2 separate regions of the Sus scrofa genome follow, and region 1 is linked to region 2. Evidence: chromatin contacts called from public Hi-C data. All regions are on one chromosome and are shown on one strand. Each heading gives the region's core, a stretch centred on a gene start, on an enhancer-like site or on the middle of the called end of the contact. The rest is flanking DNA. Distances are from core to core; before and after follow the strand shown. Region 1 holds the start of RGS9BP (regulator of G-protein signaling 9-binding protein). Region 2 overlaps ZNF507 (zinc finger protein 507).

Region 1 (3,024 bases), core at 440-2,939, 270 kb after region 2:
CACTCTGGACTCCTACGGCTACCTCAACACCAGGCTGGGCAAGGCAGCCTAAAAACATAAATATCCTGCTAATGATCTGCTCTTCTTTAGGGCTGGTGGGAGAGTGCATTTTTTTTGTTTGTTTGTTTTGGTTTTTTTGTTTGTTTGTTTTTTTGCTATTTCTTCGGCCGCTCCCACGGCATATGGAGGTTCCCAGGCTAGGGGTCGAATCAGAGCTGTTACTGCTGGCCTACGCCAGAGCCACAGCAACGCGGGATCTGAGCCGTTTCAGCAACCTACACCACAACTCATGGCAACGCCGGATCCTCAACCCATTGAGCAAGGGCAGGGACCGAACCTGCAACCTCATGGTTCCTAGTCGGATTCGTTAATCACTGAGCTACGACGGGAACTCCGAGGGTGCATTTCTTAATCAAAATAGAGGCTTCTCTTGGAGTTCCCTAGCATCTCAGCCAGTTAAGGATCCATAGTTGTCACTGGTGTGTCTCAGGTCACTGCCCTGATGCAGGTTCCATCCCTGGCCAGGAAACCTCCACGTGCCAGAGGCACAACAACAATAACAAACACCTTTCTCCCTGAAATCCACAAACCTGGAAAATCCCAGACCACATGGCAAATTAGTAGTCCCTACAGTCACCCCTGCCCATCATTCCCTGAATATCCCAACTCCTCAATGAAGAAACGCTTCTTGCTCTGGTGGTCCTGCACCGATGGGGAGTGCCCACGTCCCCATTAGTGGCCAGAGCGGCATGGCCTGGCTGGTGCGCCTATGGGCAATCCATTTTCAACGAAAAGAACTGAAAAGATTCAGAGTCTGGAACACCTCAGGGTGGTTAAGAGTTTTCCTGTAGTAATCTTTACCAGGCAGGAAGAGGAGACCCCGCGCCATGAGGCAGGCAAGCAGGGATACCCTCCTCTCTCCCTCGCGCTTTCATCATCCCAGGTACCACAACTGCCCGCGGCCCGAGGTTCCGGACCCCCACCCACGGCCTCCCATCCAATCGCCCGGCCAGATCTCCCTTAAACCACAGACGCCTCCAGAGAGCGACAACCCTGCCCACGGCCCCCAAGTCTGAGCTCCCGGGATCCCGGATCTACGGACCTGTCCTGAAGACGTGGGGTCAGAGGGCGCATTCTTCGCCAACCCCACCCCTTCCTTGCCCCGCAAACATACAAGAGAGGCAGAGCTGCGGACGGGACGAGGAGAGTGCGGAAGGGCAGTCCACCGGACGACGCGCCGGGGCTTTGGGGGCTGCCAGCAGAGCGTGGGGCGCCGGCGGAGGAGAGGAACGAGCCCCTCCCCCTTCCCGCTCCGGGGCCCCGCCCGGCCTCCGGGCCCGGAGGCGCAGCCAGCCGGAGGGAAGGGAGGCGCGGGAGGAGACAGGCAGGAGGACACTTACTTAAAAGGCTACATAGTTTCACTTTCTGCCCTTCCCGGAGCGAAGCCAACACCTGCCGGCCCCTCGGTTCGGACCTCAGGGACCACCACCCAGCGCCACGGCTCTGCTCCACCGCCCACCCCCTTACTACGCCGTTGGGCGGGTCCGCGCCTAAGGCCCCTGGTCAGCCCAATGAGAAGCCGTCTTTATTCAGAGTGACGTGTGCGCAGAGCAATCACTGAGTCCGCCCAGCCGGGGGTGGAGCTCACCTCGGCTCACAGCACTTCCTACTTAGGCTGGACAAGCCCAGAGCCGTCGACTGCGCGTGCCCGGAACGGGAGGGGGCGGGGCCGAGAGCAGATCTGACACAAGAGGTGGGGCCCAAGCTCCGCTGCGGGAAAGACGGTGGAGCCGGGACGGTGAGGTCCGGGAGCCGTCCCGCCCAGGTGACCACCCTTTACTGCTTGCTTTGGAGGATAAAGGTGCCCAGTCCTACGAGGCATTCCACTCTCGTCGCTGGCAGGGTCTAAGAGTCAGAGTCCCTGAGTTCTAGCCCCTTCACTTGCATTAACGTCGCGTGACCTAGACCCCCCCTTTTTAAATCTGAGCCTCAGTTTCCCCTTCCGCAAAATAGAAGAGGGTTGGATCTGTCAAGTGCTAATATTCCAGACCGTAATGGGGTTCGGAGAAGGGGGAGATGAGGGGCCTACACGTGACCTCCCCGCGTGGGGCCCCGCCTATCCCTGGTCCCGGGGATGGAAGCGCCTAGCGAAGACCGGCGGGGTGGGCGGATCCTAAGAAACCCGACCCGGCCGCCCTTAGCAGCGGCTAAGGCGGATCGCGAGGCTCCGCAGCCGGCTAGCCCTGGCTAGGGTACTGGAGGAGGATGGGGACCGCAACTTGGACTTCGCAGGTGGCTACTATGGAGGCGATGGCTGCGCAGAGATTGGGCGTGTAACTAGGAGGGCACCTGGGGAAGATGTAGCGGGCGGTAGACTGCTAACAGGGCTCCCTCTCCGCGCCAACCCGCAGAAGCGCACGTCGTGTGTCCTGAGTGGCTCTGTCGACCGAAGCTGCCGCGCCAAGCTCCCCTCAAGCCATGAGGAGTGCGCGGGCCGCCCGGCCCGGAGACGCCGTCGGGGCTGGCTGCGTCCTGCTACGGTGAGGACGTGAGGCTGAGAGGGGCGCAGGCGGCTGGGCTGCGCGGGAGAGCAGCGCCATGGCGAAGGAGGAGTGCAAAGCGCTACTGGACGCGCTCAACAAGGCGACCGCATGCTACCACCACCTGGTGCTGACCATTGGCGGCTCAGCGGACTCGCAGAACCTACGAGAGGAGCTGCAGAAGACACGACGGAAGGCGCAGGAGCTGGCGGTGACCATCCGCGCCCAGCTGACTGCCCCGCTGCGCGACCGGGGCCTGGGTGCAGAGGAGCGCGCCGAGTTCGAGCGCCTCTGGGTGGCTTTCTCCGGCTGCCTGGACCTCCTGGAAGCTGACATGCGGCGTGCGCTGGCCCTGGGCACCGAGTTTCCTCTGCACGCGCCGCGGCGGCCGCTCGTGCGCACCGGGATGGAAGGCGGCGCGACGGGCGTAGCGGCGCGCGCCCTGAGCGTCCGCAGCCTGCGGCACGAAGCGGAGCGGGACTTC
Region 2 (2,905 bases), core at 180-2,679:
CTCAGTGGGTTAACAATCCGGCGTTGCCGTGAGCTGTGGTGTAGGTTGCAGATGCAGCTCGGATCCCGGGTTGCTGTGGCCCTGCCGTAGGCCGGTGGCTACAGCTCCGATTCAACCCCTAGCCTGGGAACCTCCATATGCCACGGGAACAGCCCAAAGAAATAGCAAAAAGACAAAAAAAAAAAAAAAACAAGAGGAAGATGTGTGCTTCTGGGGTTCCCAGTCTCTGTCTGTCATGCCAGCAAAGATAACTTATGGCATGTTTTTGACTCAGAGGTCCAGTGTAATGGTACCTCAGACGTCTCATTCTGCCAGGTATACCCATCTTGAGCTAGATAGTGTGCTGAGGGCTTGGGGTGCAATGGAAGTGTCACTGCCTTCGAGGTGCCCAGCCCATTGAGGAAGACAGGTGCCCTCAGAGAGCCGTGGGCAAAGCAGTGGTGTTTCTTCATGAATGTAAATAAATTGCCAAGCCCTGGGGATTCTGTGCAAGCAGAACAGACCGATTCCTGCCCTCAAGAAGTCTCCAGCTAGTGACAAGTCAGACTGGATGCAGACGTGCACGTAGTGTCCAGACTGCAGGGAAGGGAGACTACAGAGTGTTCCTGGGCTTAAAACCAGGCTGGGAGGTTCTAGTATTTCCAGTTTGTAGATGAGACAGCTGAGTCCTCAAGAGGTAAAATAATTTGCCTGTGATCAGTCTGGTACTAAGTGGCAGAGCGAGGACTAAACCCAAGTTTTTGAACTTTCAGTCCAATCGTCTTTCCATTGGAAACAGTTGCTAGAAGTAGCACAGGCTCTTATTCTGTGCTATATTAAGTTTTTCCATCTGTCATTTTTATTAGTTGTCATTGATCTGTAATATTTCTCACACAAAACCATTATCCAATATTTCACACTTCATTTTTTCAAAGTTTTTTTAAAACTGTATTTGGAACAGTGCCACTTATAATCAAGTCCAAGTTTTTAACCTACCAATTAAGAGCAATACTTAGATTATAATTATGATTAGTGTGTGTATTAATGTTACAGATTTATGCCAGGAAATTAGGACATTTTGTTCTGCCTGGCAGAAGTAGTTATTAGCAGAAGAAAATTTCAATTTTAGAAAGCTTAAATTTAACCTAAGGATTTTCTTTTGTTAAATTTCTGTGTAGGTTCTCTTTTGTACCACTTCCGTGCACTGTGTGCTAGTGTTCTACCTAAGTTTTCTTCCTGTTCCATCCTGTTCTTCAGCTTCTATGCTTGCTTTGTTTCTGAATATAAAGCAGTCAGGCTGTGAGTGGCCTATGGACTTTGTGCTGACAGAAGAGTAAATAAATAGTTGAATATCCGTCAGGAACAGTTTCATATGATCAAGTCATTCTGTTTGTATTGCCGTAAGGTTACCTTGATTTGAATTACCCAGCCCTGTTGCTGCAGAGTGAGTTTAGTAACATGGCCTGTTTCCATGGACCCGTGTTTCCTGTATTTCAGAGCGCTTCATATCCATGTTAATCCTTGTAACCTGCCAGTTTACTAAATATAATTATACCATATTAAATAGCACTTAATAATTTGCTGTTGCTTTCTCTTGTTGCATTGATAGCTGGCAGTTATAAACACAGGAAACCTACAGAGTTAAAAGGCTTTGGGCTTTTTGTATTGAATTTGTTACATATGCTTTGTCACCATACTTTAGAATAATAGATTATAGTATTAAATTACAGCTTGTTGGCAAATCAGTGTTTCCTTTTGTTTTTTTAGGGCCGCACCTGCAGCATATGGAGGTTCCAAGGCCAGGGGTCAAATCTGAGCTACAGCTGCCAGCCACAGCCACAGCCACGCAGGATCCGAGCCACATCTGCGACCTACACCACAGCTCACAGCAACACTCGATCTTTGACCCACTGAACAAGGCCAGGGATCCAACCCACAACTTCATGGTTCCTAGTTGGCTTCGTTTCTGCTGTGCCACGACTGGAACTCCATTGTTTCTCTAAGACAATATATCCAATATTGCTTATATTAACACATTTCAAGTTGACAGTGTTATCTCTGGTTAATTCAGCAGCTTCTGTCAGCAGGGCAGCTGGCATCAGGCTTACTACATTTTAGAATTTTGTACAAGGTTATGTAGAAGCCAACCCAATATATCTGTGTTTACAGAGAAAATGACGTTCACTCTGCATCCACTGATGGCTCAGATGCAGGTGAACCTGTAAGGCTCCAGTCAAACTTATTAATTTTGTTAAACATTGAGGAAGCTGTGATTGAAATGTTAATACTGTATGGTATAAATACATTTACAATGGAATGTAAATGCTGTCGCACATCGCTAAAACTCTGAAATACCTTGTCTAGGGAATAAGTCTTCGGTCCAGAAACAGTACAGATGTGATGTGTGTGAATATACAAGTACTACGTATGTTGGTGTCAGAAACCATAGACGAATCCATAACTCTGATAAGCCTTACAGGTAAGTGTGATGATCCTAGAGTGGTTTTTTAGTTGGTTGGTTGTTTTTGTTTGTTTGTTTTTTGCTTTTTAGGGCTGCACCTGCGGGATATGGAAGTTCCCAGGCTAGGGGTCAAATTGGAGCTACAGCTGCCAGCTTATGCCACAGCCACAGCAATGCAGGATCTGAGCCGCATCTGCAACCTACAGCACGGTTCACAGCAACACCGGATCCTTAACCCACTGAGCAAGGCCAGGGATCAAACCTACAACCTCATGGTTCCTAGTAGGGTTTTCTTCCTCTGTGCCACAATGGGAACTCCAAACTTAGAGTTTTAATATTTGTATCTAAGTACTGTATAGTACAGAAAAATTAGAAGCAAATTAAAAATTCATAGCACTTGTTTTAAACACAGGTTAAGTGCAAACTTTTACCTTCTAGTTTTATAGGTATTGTTTAGTTTGTTAA

Evidence for each region. A called contact is a pair of places that touch in the nucleus more often than the background predicts.
Region 1: a Hi-C map of liver shows a contact between it and region 2, with 5 times the contacts expected there. The contact joins the promoter of RGS9BP here to the enhancer-like site in region 2. A contact is called at or near these places in 2 of 5 promoter capture datasets (fetal liver and liver) and 2 of 47 Hi-C or Micro-C datasets (alveolar macrophages and liver).

The regions. Positions count from the first base shown.
Region 1 is chr6:42,558,370-42,561,393 of Sscrofa11.1, forward strand. It overlaps RGS9BP (regulator of G-protein signaling 9-binding protein), which reads left to right and starts at 1,690. Exons shown (of 2, transcript XM_021094272.1): 1 at 1,690-1,825; 2 at 2,412-3,024. The coding sequence starts at 2,599. It overlaps ANKRD27 (ankyrin repeat domain-containing protein 27), which reads right to left and starts at 1,557. Exons shown (of 28, transcript XM_021094271.1): 1 at 1,401-1,557.
Region 2 is chr6:42,287,487-42,290,391 of Sscrofa11.1, forward strand. ZNF507 (zinc finger protein 507) reads left to right here. Exons shown (of 6, transcript XM_003127012.5): 4 at 2,344-2,458. Among named protein-coding and RNA genes, the nearest start is that of ZNF507, 15 kb to the left of the region's middle. Within about 2 kb of position 1,430, at least 9 of the 83 cell types and tissues checked have an H3K27ac peak or open chromatin away from gene starts, as enhancers often do. A contact at or near this core is called in liver, where this site is marked.